Linked DNA regions of Sus scrofa: region 2 is linked to region 1. Evidence: chromatin contacts called from public Hi-C data. All regions are on one chromosome and are shown on one strand. Each heading gives the region's core, a stretch centred on a gene start, on an enhancer-like site or on the middle of the called end of the contact. The rest is flanking DNA. Distances are from core to core; before and after follow the strand shown. Region 1 overlaps ACVR2A (activin A receptor type 2A). Region 2 overlaps LOC110256947 (a long non-coding RNA gene).

Region 1 (6,439 bases), core at 3,211-5,710:
GGAGCACTTGATACATATCACTTCTAAATATCAGAAAAAAGTATACTGGAATATCAATTGACAGAAATGGTAAACACGTACAAATGACAGTAAATTCAATCTTGCCAAAACTGAGTTCTAAAGAATTACTAATTATCTATAAGATCACAAGGCAAGGAACTTGAATTAAGAGTTTTCATAATAACATTCAACATTATTGCTATACACATATATTTATACATATCTGTGACCTTCAGGACACTACTAACAGTATTTCAATGATCTCATCCAGTTGATACTTCTTTATAGGACAAAGATTGGAAATGTGCCAGAAACAGCAAATTATGGCTATGTCTCAGAGAAAACCTCTCCTCAAAATCCATTACTTTCCCCAATGAGTATTTAACTTTAAATCTTTCTTCATGTTAGAAATATCCAGAGCCATTCTCAAACACATTACAAATTGGTATATCAAATACAAAGCACATAAAAGAAATTTGTAAGTTAGTGTTGCTACAGCCAAACTATTCTGTTCACTATAATTTTCCCCCTAGTAATAATTCATCCCTTTGTTTATAATTACTTTGCAGAATTGATCTGAGATATTATTTGTGCTTTGGGACTAACTGGCAAAGAAAGTACAAATAATAATTCAGAAATTAGTGGTCATCATTGTAGATAATAAGGTATGAAAGCGAAGGGTACTGCTATAGTTAATTTTTTAAATGGAGCGAACATAGTATATGAATACAGGTACAGCATGTCAGATCACCTAGGAATCCTCCCTATACAAAGCATAGGGGCAAACTTTCATGGAAAGCATTCTGTTAGTTCATTATCTACCACTAAAGCAAGAGGTAGAAAGCCTTTTGGAAAGCCTCCAGAGGAAAGTAGTAACATGTCTGAAGGTCTGCATGAGTATTGTAAGGGGGAATTAAAATTTCTGTGGCAGTAGCAACAGACTTTATGATAGTGGGTGGCACCTAAGACACTTGGAAATTGTAAATCACCCCTTCATCAGTGCATGTCCTCTCTGTCTTTACTCTCCCCTCCTTAAAAAAAAAAAATAAAAACAAAAACAAACAAACAAACAAAAAAACCTTCTCAGGTCTTAGTGCTCCCTTTAGGCATTATTCAGCCATAGGTGCTGCTCAAGATTCTTAAAAGTTAACATCTACATTAGAAAGACCCTCAGAAAGAGACACATTGCAAAGTATTAAAAAGTACCTTCTTCTTCTAAACTAGACAATCTTTATAAAATGGTTTGAGAATTCCTATTTTAAACCAGTATGATAAACCAGAAGACTTCCTGTGATTCATTTTAACATCAGATATTTATTTTTTGAATGCCTACAAAAGTTGCTTTCCCTTCACATTCAAAACATGAAAAGTTAGTAGAGCTGAAGATTGTTTTAATTTAGTAGAGTGACAGGTCAAGGAAGTCAGATACAAATCTTACAGAAGTATGGTGCTTCAAGTTATGATTCTCAGTGGGAGGGGACATAAGACTTTCTCTGGAGAACTTTTAACAAAACTAAACAGTCCCTCCCTTATCCCTTCACTGACCATGTATACCTGTAATAAGAGATGCCACTGATAGCAGTATATGACTTATGTGAATGTGGAGACAGGAGGGAAGAAAGTTGAAACCCACTCTTCTAGAGGCAAATGAAACCACTCAGTGCTCAAAGTCCAAGAATTATTAGATACATGCATAAAAGAATAATTATGCTAAATAAACAGAAAAAATTCAGTTTGAAAAACTTTATAAAGTCAACAATTTCCCCTCTTTTAGAAGAAATAAGTTAGAAAAGTCCTATTTTCAAAGCAGGGATGCTAAAAACTAAAGTATGAAGACAAAGGTTAAAAGCTAAAGAGGAAAAATAACCAAAAATAATATGTCATTATACTTAAACACTAAGATTTTTAAATAACTTTTATAAATTGACTGATAACGTCTCCCTAGATAACATACACATTACCCATTCTCTATTCCAAAGAGGACTAACCACATGAATATGATTCAGTCTATAAAATAGGGGTTAGATAACTCAATCCACACCCCAAATTAAGAATGTGTCAGAGATTCAAAATATGACTTTAATAAAATATTAACCTTAGTTTTAGGAAACAATAATTTCCAATGCCTATGCTTAGAAAAAAAAAAATCACTGTATGTTTTTCGAATGTATATATAAACTTCAGAGTTCCCATAAGTTTTCAAGACTCTGCTTAGAAAGTTTCTAAGCTACCATTATTTCAGTAAGAAATCTTAGATCATTCTCCTAATGATATTACCATTACAGTCAGGATTATATCATAACAGCCTGATAATATGCTTTGTCAAAATTACCTATAAGTAAAAAGCTTAAATTAAGGAGAACAATGGCCAACTTTCAAAGAGTGAGAAAAAGGTCTACAAAGACACATTCCTTTGAAGTGTCAAAACTTTTAGAAACGATATGTATTTTTAAATAATACTCTATAATTCTTAAAAGGTTAGGTTCAAAAGAACTCTATATCATTATAGCTTTCAATATACTTTTTTGATTTTTTAATAAAAAATTATTAGAATATTCTCCTACTTCATACTTTTCAGCCCTTCACTTCATTTATAGGAAGCTTTAACAGCCTTTCTCATATCTAGCTTTTACTTATCCAATAATCCAAGAATATTAGAAATGATTTCCAGTTTATTAGCACCATTTTACTAATGTATTTACTAAAAACTCAATTTTTGTTTCTAGGAATGAAGATTTATACCTTTAAAATACATGAACACCTGGGGAGACAAATTTGACTTAAACCTCATAATGACAACATTCTGATGTTACCCATAAAACATGGCTCTGTCCTGCTACAAAGAAAAACCACTTTTAGAGGGGCAACTATAAGGACTATAAAATTCCTGAAAACATTTACTAAGTTCCAGTTTTCTTGCAGTGTCCATGCTATTTTGCACAGTTAAAAAGATATGCACTAGAACATGGCTTTGATTACATCTCTTCTTGTTTATATATGAAAATTACAGCATCAGAAGACATCATGTTGAGAAGCAACAAAGGACAATAGCTGGAAAAAGTGTCCCCCACTCCAACACCACTACTCAGGATCATTACTATAACCAATAGTGGAATAAACGACTAGAAATGAAGAGATGTAAAGCAGTCTGCGATCATTTTACTTATCCTGACTTCTCCAAATGAAAAGTGAGTTCTAAATCTAAATAAAGCCTTAAATTTGCAGACAGCAAAAGATCAAGTTACCACTTCTCTAGCTAGTCCACTTGTTCAAGATGCTAAAGATGAAAAAAACTACCTGAAAATATAGATTTCGCATTGAAAGATAATGTGTTCGACCTGAAAGTCAGCCCCTGTTAAAAATGAGTACATGCTGGCATTTAAGCTAATGACATACTATAAAAATAACCAATATAAGGTTTTCAAAGCTAAAAATATATCCATTATGTGTTAACATCTAACCAGCTAAAACAGTTGTTTCTACATTTCACCTTAGATAAGTATAAACACTGTTAACAATACTTTAGGACCAAAAACTATTACTGTGGCAAATCAATCAAGTTTTTAATACTAAAAGCGGCGGGAAAAACTATAACATAAATTTATAAACTATAAAGGATGCACAATAAAGCAACAACAACAAAAATCTAAGAAAAAAATGTTTTGTATGCATCCACAAAAAGTTCCACAACCATAAAATAAATATCAATGAATCTTACCTCTATCATTATATGAAAGGCGTGCTTGTGAAGAAAAAACACAGGCAAAAGAAATTACGATTTATATCCGGAATGAAATGAAAAATGACACAAATTACAAAAGTGAAGGAAAGAGAATAATGATTTAGCTTTTTAAAAGTTGTCAATGATTGAATGTATCATATTTTTCAAATGAGAATTAAGAACACTTTCCTTATAAACAGAGGAAAGTAATATATTTAAAAAAATCTTGGATATTATCTATCAGATAAGAAGTATTGTTATATTGATGTCTATAGTATGACCCCAAGTTACCTGATCCAATGGATTTCAAGCCAGGGAATAAACTAAAACAAATCTTTAAATAACTGTTACTTAATTTTCTAAGGAATTCTGGGGTCTAAACTATAAGAGTAAAAAAAAGCAGTTTGAAAATCTACGCATTGAAATTGGATTCTGGACACCAGAGGGCAGTATTGTCTTTAACAAAAACTGTAGAAGCAGCACAAGAAATTTTTACACAGAAAGTTTTCTCAGATCACTGACAGTTGATGTAATAATCTAGAATCTCCAACTTCCTGAAAGGTTTTACTCTCATGAAAGACAGGAGACTGCTTACAGTGAGACAGAAAAATGTTTCTGGTGCCTCTGTGAGTGTGTGAAATACAAATAATACACTAGGACACGGGAAGAATAAGATCAGAATTGAATAGAAAACAGTGACATATCAGACCTGCTTCCCCAGCCACAACCAGAGTGAAGAACTCAAGCAAGTATCTATACATAATTTTCAAGCTCAGGACCCCTATACTGATAAAGAACTAGATTTTCATTCCCCCAGTCATCCCCAAAGAGGCAAAAGCACTAATTTAAACCAGTAAAAGCTTCGAATACCTCCAAGCACTTATTTCTCAGTTTTCAGTATTTCTACAGAGAACAATAGCAATGATGAAAAAGATTTGACCACTCATTTTTATGTACCAGTTGCTTAGTTTGTTTGTTTGTTTGTTTGGGTTTTTTTTTTTTTTTTTTTTTTGCCTCTTGATCTTCTCCCGTAAAGATTCAGGACTATTTCTAATTCATCTAAAAGGTTTAGCTAATCCTAGTATCAAAACATCTTATCAGTACTCCAAAGTAAAATTCCTCTCTTGAAAGAAATACATGCCAAGTGAGTAACTAGACTATAGCTTCCCAAAGCTTAAACATCTCTCAGATTTTCTTTTCATACTGGTGCTTTCAGAGATCAAGATGCCACTGTAATAACACTGTGCAAGTAGCTGCTGTTTCATGCATCTTACTAAAAAGTGTATTTTGCTCAATATACTTTTCAGTAAACGAATATTAGAATAAGCTATAGAATGATTCAAGCCACAGACATCAACAACAGGTCCCAATGCATAAACTTAAGTTACAAAACATGAGTCAAAACATAATCCAAAAAAAATTAATTCACCAAATACACAAACAGATAAAAAGTAACCAAAATAGTCTTAGATTCACAACTTCGAAAATAAAACTTGAATATCATGCACTGTGACTGGAGATAAGAGTAAAAACCAAATCAGCACACTAATGTCAAGTAATTAGATTGCTCGATGAGAAAGACACTTGCTGCTTATTCCTTAAGGGGAAAAAAAAAATAACTATTGACAAACATCAGAAAGGAATGAATACTCATATTCATTCAACAAATCTTTACTGAGCACCTAGTTTGTACCAGACACTGACTACCTAGACTCTCATGATGTTTACTATATTGTGGGGAAGAAAGACTAATCAAATGAATGCATAATTATAAAATGAGAGCAAAGAAAAGGAATTTAGTTACCATGAGCACCTGTAAGGAAAAACCTAACTTATACTGGACAGGTAAATAAGAGGTTTTCCTAAGGAGAGAATCCTTGAGAAATGGAATAAGGCAGCATAGGTATGAAAAACAGTACTGGGATATACACCCCAGATTTCTGACTTGTACAACCAAATGGTTACTGGTTCCATTTACTGAGAATCAGGTTTGAGAGAGATCATCATTACCCTTGTATGTTAGCGCTCAGAGACATCTAATAGGAGATATTTAGTAAGCAGTTAGATATACAGAACTAGAATACAAAGAAATTTTTCTAGAAATAAGGAGTCTATATGCTATAAATATATATATGATATTTACTATAAATTTTCTCTATTTAAACCATTTCAAGACATTTATATACAAATTTTTAATACCTTATTCAACTTCTTAGGATGATCAAGAAGAAATAAGCACCCCCTTCCCCACCCAAAGTATTTGAAAACTGACAAATTCTAAATGTCTCCCCTTAATCATCCAATTATTATACTTTCTAAGAAATTTTACAGTTGCTAATTTTTTTTTCTTTTCCTTTTTTTTCCTTTTTAGGGACACACCTGTGGCATATGGAAGTTCCTAGGCTAGGGTTCAAATATGAGTTACAGCTGCAGGCCTACACCACAGCCACAGCCACAGCAGATCAGAGCCACATCTCTGAACTACACCACAGCTTGTGGCAACACCGGATCCTTAACCCACTGAGCAAGGCCAGGGATCGAACCTGCATCCTCATGGACATGATGTCAGGTTCTTAACTCACTGAGCCTCAAGGGAAACTCGCTACAATTGCTAATTTTTAAAAAGACAATTACCAAGCAGAAAGAAATAAAATGTGCAAAGAAAGAATATGTGTTATCAGGACAAATGTTTCTGAGCTAGGGACAGCAAGAGAGTAT
Region 2 (6,271 bases), core at 3,710-6,209, 880 kb after region 1:
ATATAGAAGATTATATTTAATGGGCCAAGTATATTGTCTGGCACCAAGAAGATGCTTACCTGAAGCTAATCACAGTAGAAGATAACAGTAGTTAACAGTAGTACTAGGAATTGTAGAAGTAATCATTGTTGAAGTAGTAGCCGTGACAGTAGGAGTGTTATCAATGACATTATTAATAGTAATAGAAAATAGTGGTGATAACAATCGACCTTTTACCATCACAGTACTAGTAGCTATTATTGTCATAGATGGCTTATTTTCATACTCATCATGGTCCCTTTCCAGGATGGCTGACCTGGGTGGTCTTCTACGTCAAAGAACTTCAATAACTCTAATCCACCATGGAAAGGAGTAGCAGGTAAGAGGATATGGGGGGGACAATCATATGGATGAAAGACATCCTCATTATCGGAGGTGAGTTAATACCTAGAAAGAATCCAGGCTATTTTCATCTAGTGATCCCATTCTTTTATTAAATTTGATAGACACTCCTTCTCCCTCCACCCTCCTACCCCAGGCACACAAAGGCATGCGATTCTTACATCCCCTGTGAGGCACAGCCACCTCCTCATCCTTTGTGGCTTGTTCAGTCTTCAGAGTATTGTGTTGTCAGGAGATGTATCTGGAAACCAGTGTGTCACGAAGCCAGTTGAGTACCTTGAAGTCTCAGGATTCTTCATATTCTTGCTCTCATTGATTTCCTATCACAATTCTACTAAATATCTAAATTCTTTCTATTCAAAACAGATGTACATGCCTCACAACTTCTTAACTAGACTTTAAATTCCAACACCAGTGTCTCACATTCCTTTCTGAACCTCTGGGGTTCAGTATATTATGTTTCAGGGAAGGAACTTTATCCCAATGGTATTTTTTTTTTTTTTTTTGTCTTTTTGCCTTTTCTAGGGCCACTTCCCATGGCGCATGGAGGTTCCTAGGCTAGGGGTCTAATCGGAGCTGTAGCCACTGGCCTATGCCACAGCCACAGCAACGCAGGATCCAAGCCGAGTCTGCGACCTACACCACAGCTCATGGCAATGCCGGATCCTTAACCCACTGAGCAAGGCCAGGGATCGAACCCACAACCTCATGGTTCTTAATCAGATTTGTTAACCACTGCGCCACGACAGAAACTCCGCCAATGGTACTTGGGTATGATAATCTCAGGATTAAATACCTCTTCAGAGATCACCACTCTACTTAGTACTAGAAATAGCGACTGTACCGTCTGGTTCCCTGTTTGAAGGTCAGTTGGTAAATATCTCCACCTATGCTGAATAAAGTAAGCATCTAATTCAGGCCTCATTTTCCATGTTATTTTCTGCAGCACTTCTGAATATGTGTGATTAAGTCTCCCAAATGCAGACTCAATCTCCTGCCTGTTCCCCAAAGGAGTCTTGACAATGTTAGGAAATAGATCAAAGCTTCATCACTCCCTGCTCTGATGAGGTTTGGAATTAAGACTCTCAAACAATTGATCTAGTCATGATTGCTGGGCCTTTCTGTAGCTCCCCCATTTTATTCGCTGCCAAGAAACCTATGCCCAAAGCCGCAGGAGCCTTTCCTGTGAAGCCTGTGCATCCTGGTGCCCCCTTCTCTTTCCTGTCCCTATGTTGGCTCAGTCCAAAAGCTGGGATTTACTGTGGATCCTGCTCTTTACTTCTGGCTGGAGCTCAATCTTCAGGGTGGAGCACTGTAATTTTCTCTGTGTGTCAGTCGAAAAGATTCCTGAACTGTGTACACTCCAGGACGTCAGTCAGGGCACTACCATCTCCAGATAAATATTTTGAAATAAAATGTCTTTCTCAGAATAGAGTAAAATATTTTTGAAACATCATCTGAATTAGGTCCCTTCATTAGTGTTTGGTGCATATGGGTTGTCTTTTAGGACCCTGTAGCAGATTCTTTTCACCAGCCCCTAATCTGATGGATCCCACCTTCCTTATCCTTCCTGCTCACTTGCTCACTGATCCTTGCGCACACACCCCCCTGAGTTACTGCAGTCGCAGGCAAGTTGGTGCTCCCTTTGTCATGTTCTTCATTCTAATGTACATCCTGGCACCAAATAATATTCTACCTGCCAGTTCTTCCTTTTGATGACCTTATACCGCTTATGGATTCTGCAAAGATACTATTTACATTTGAGTCCTTCCCAGGGCTCCAAAACATAGTTAAGTACATAGTATTGGAGTCAAATCTTCACCTCGATTCCAATTCTGGGTGAATCATTTAACTCCTCGGAGCAAGAGGAGCGTAATATGAGTATAGTGTATAGATACAATGGGGATGGCGATTCGTACATCACAAAGTTATTAAGTACTGATAACAATAGCTATGTAGAAAGTGTCTCCATGTGAGAGCAGTGTGCTAAGGCTTTACATATATTGTTTCTATTTCTTAGATCTATACTGCATGGTGTACTGTATTCTCATCCTGTGATGAAGAAATTGAGGCTCAGTGTGGTTAAGTAGTTTGCCTTAGGGGACCATACTAAGCAAGCGGCAGAGCAGGAATTCAGTTCCAAGGTTTGGCTCACTCTTAAACTCTAGCTTCTTTCACTACTGTACCACCTCTGATGCAAAGGTTTTTCTCCAACGAAACAAAGAGACACATTTCTCTGTGGTATTTCCTGTTTTCCTATTTCAAACATCTTTTTAGTTGCTGAAGAGTTGCCAGGATCAAAGGCATAATTTATGCATTGAACTGCTGCCGGCTGGAGAAAAATGCATTTTATAATGTTTAATCCTTTAACTCATTCCTGATGGGAATTTAAGCACTTCAAGTGAGGTGGCAATAGATATATTTTAGTGAGAAGGAATATGCATTGGGCACTTGTGAGACCTAAGGACACATGGGCCAGAAATGGTATAAAGTCCTAAGGATTTTAGCCTTCTGGTCTGTAATGTATAGGTGCTGTAGAAAATGGTAAGGGGAAGAATTTAATTATTTGAGATCCCAGGAAAGGAAATCTCCCCACTGTGCTAGAAACCTCCTCAGGATTGTGTTTCCTGAGTGTATTCTTCTTCTTTTTTAGGGCTGCACCTGCAGCAAATGGAAGTTCCCGGCTAGGGGCTGAATTGGAGCTGCTGCTGCCAGCTTATACCACAGCCACAGCAATGTGGGATCTGAGCCGTGTCTGGGACCTACACTACAGTTCATGGCAATGACAGATCCTTAATCTACTGAGCGAGGCCAGGGATCAAACCCACATCCTCATGGATACTGGTTGGATTCATTTCTGCTGTGCCACATTAGGAATTCCTCCTGATTATACTCTTTAAAATCAGTCCCTTAAGTACTCCCTATCTCAACCTCTGTCTTTGTTTCTTGATAACATTTTTTATACTTTTAATTATTGTGTTTTTCAGTTGTCTTTATCTTTTTAATCTCCTTCTCTGGAATGTAGGTTCCCTAAAGACCAGATCATGTCACATAGCAATTGTCACATAGTAAGTGCTCAATAAATAAATGTTCTACAATGGAAAAGAACCTGAAAAAGAATCATTTTTCTGTACACTTCATTGTAAATCAGCTATACTTTAATAAAAAAAAAAAGTGTGTGATGCTGCAGGGCTTCTGTTAGCAGGTCCCCAGACATCCACCCAGTGGTCCCCACCCACAGGCCATTGCTTCAGTCCTGCAGGGCACACCTTAACCCAGTGTGTGCTCAGAGACCCCCTCTTCATAGGGAATGTGGTCACCCCCTCACCTTCAAGCCACATCAGCAATCAGGCCACATCAGCAATGTCATCATTTGTGGAACCTGATGCAAAACCATTTATAGAGGACCTGCCTGGGGACACAGGATGCTGAATGCTGCTATGACTAGAGTAGGAGAGTGGCTGCAATGAGCCTTGATGTCTAGGGCAAGATCTGGGTAGAGCAGCAAAATAATAATAATAATGATAATATAATAATAAGTAACTGGTGAATGAATATGACCAGGTGAATGAAAAGGCCAAAGATGATCCCTTCCCTCATTGAGAAGATCTGCATCAGGTACTGACAGCCTAAAATCCAAGCACCTAAATGGGGATCATCAGGCAAGATAATATAATGCATGACAATTTGCTTTTATCAACATGCCCTTTGTATGCTTCTCATTATAGAAAGGGGCTTGGAAAGAGGATGTGCTGGCCTCTGACCTACAGGGGCAAGCAGGGAGGAAAATAGAATCAGGTGGGGCTGAAGAAATGAGGCTGTGTAAGTTGTTGACTCTGGCACAGGTGGCCAGTTAACCCAAGGCTAGTAGTTCAAATATTGTGGACAGTTGAGCAGATTTTTTTTTTTCCAGCTAGGTTCAGTGTCATAGGCTTAAGGGAGGTGTAGGCTGTGTACTACCCAAAGTTAAGTGGTGTCACACTGGGGACTTGGCCTAGAGGTGGCTCCTCTGGCAAGGAGCCAGGCCTCAGAGTGTTGCAACATTGGAGGGAGGAGACTGGTAAGAATTAGGCAATGTCAGTTTGCCTGTGAGTCCCTGTGGGTCATCAGCACCCAGAGGCGGCCTACCATACCGCATTCTTGACCCTGTAACCTCTAAATCATGTTATAGAATCTGGATGACTAGGAAAACCTCCACAACAAATAATTGAGGGATAAAAAGGGTTAAACAACCCTATGTACTATATGAGGCAAAATCTGTCTGTCTATTTTTATCTACACCTATGTATGCAGAGGAAAAGAACAGATTGGGAAGAAATACATGAAGATGTTATTAGTGATTATGTCCAGGTGGTAGAATCTCAGGTGATGTATAGTTTCATCTCTATGTTTTCCAAGTCTTTTCTAGTTAACATGAATTAGTTGCAAAAAAGAAAAAAATAAATACTAAAAAAAAAAATTCCTCCAGGCAGAATAAATCTAAGTAAATTAGACTGTGCAAGTAACTCTTCTCATGTTTCTTTTTCTTGTCCAGTGGTATGGATTTCCTGGATCTTCTTTGAAGTATAGACTGTGGTGCCTCCCCTAGCTGGGAAGTACCACCCCCCTCGCTCAAGACTCTATCTTTTTATTCACAGGTCAAACCTCTTGCTTCTCAGATATGTATGTGATAATGAAGGTGTTCCTCTCCTGTTTTTCTCTTTACCCAGCATTTGGTGGTTTTGGGCATGAGAGGCCTGAGCTTCAGCTTTAAAGACAGAGAATTTGGCAAGAAAACTGAGGCAGGTATCACACTTTGGCAGTGCCTCCCATCTCTGATACACCAGGTGTAGGAGACCTTAGAGTAGAAACACTTTAACAGCTTCCCTGCCAAGCTCCATAGGCTCCTATATGTGTGATAGAGTAGATGCTGGAATTTGGTGAGCATTTGAGAAGTCAAATGCGGAATGTGTCTGTTGCAAAAAATCACAATGGCTGATTTTGAACCAAAGATAAGCCTAGACCTGCAGATTTTCATGAAGCTGGAAAAAGCAAAAGAGTAATCTATTCCTCCAGGGTTTAATCCCCTCCCTGTAAACCCCTGGTTGCCCTTCACTGTTATTTTCCAAATTATACCTACTCTTTCTCCTTCACAAGAGAGCCTGTTTGTCACATTTTCTCTTAATTAAAATGTACAAATCCTATATTTTATTCTCTCAAGTCCCCTGCCAGGTAACTGATTTAACTGATTAGTTGAATCCAAGTTGAGGTGTCGATAGCTGATAAGCACTAGTTGTGTTAGATGTGTTAATGTGTATGCTGATAACATTGGCATTTCTTCAGTGACCTTCAGAATCTTAGATCTGCTGGGCATTTAAGACACCGTGAGGTGTTATAGGATTAAAAAAATGTGAAGACAAGTGGGACTTTCATAACCCTAAGTGGTATAGACTGCTATTTAACTGAGCTCAACATTTGGCCAATTTTATTTTCAGAGCAAATTCTCTAGAATCAACAATGTTTGCCTCTGATATCTGACTAGGGACAGTACCCAATATTTGAAACTGAAAATTAAAAATATGTATATAACTAGTTATTTGAGAGGCGTTTTGATGTTGAATTTAAAAGAAAGTCTGATATTTTTTGGCTATGATTCCATTAAGATGAGTGTTATGTATTCTCTCCGTCAAAAGACTAGTGTAAAGGGAAACATAAATGGTGGCTCTTACATGGTATATTTAATAATGTATCCTTTTAAAGCTAGTTGAGGATAGAGAATTTAAGTTGGCTGGGTTAAAAAAAAAACAAAACAAAACTAAACTAAACTATAAAATTCAGTGACAAAACCTCTGATCATGCCTAAAAGGTCAATCGAAGTGGGCTGATTATAGTTTATAATCAAGTGGTTCTT

What was found. A called contact is a pair of places that touch in the nucleus more often than the background predicts.
Region 2: a contact with region 1 is called in a Hi-C map of omental adipose tissue, with 2.1 times the contacts expected there. The contact joins two enhancer-like sites. A contact is called at or near these places in 2 of 47 Hi-C or Micro-C datasets (heart right ventricle and omental adipose tissue).

The regions. Positions count from the first base shown.
Region 1 is chr15:4,192,226-4,198,664 of Sscrofa11.1, forward strand. All of the region lies in intron 4 of ACVR2A (activin A receptor type 2A), which reads right to left. Among named protein-coding and RNA genes, the nearest start is that of ACVR2A, 64 kb to the right of the region's middle. Within about 2 kb of position 4,461, at least 4 of the 83 cell types and tissues checked have an H3K27ac peak or open chromatin away from gene starts, as enhancers often do. A contact at or near this core is called in omental adipose tissue, where this site is marked.
Region 2 is chr15:5,073,347-5,079,617 of Sscrofa11.1, forward strand. It overlaps LOC110256947 (a long non-coding RNA gene), which reads left to right. Exons shown (of 3, transcript XR_002339030.1): 3 at 286-541. Among named protein-coding and RNA genes, the nearest start is that of ACVR2A, 820 kb to the left of the region's middle. Within about 2 kb of position 4,960, at least 2 of the 83 cell types and tissues checked have an H3K27ac peak or open chromatin away from gene starts, as enhancers often do. A contact at or near this core is called in omental adipose tissue, where this site is marked.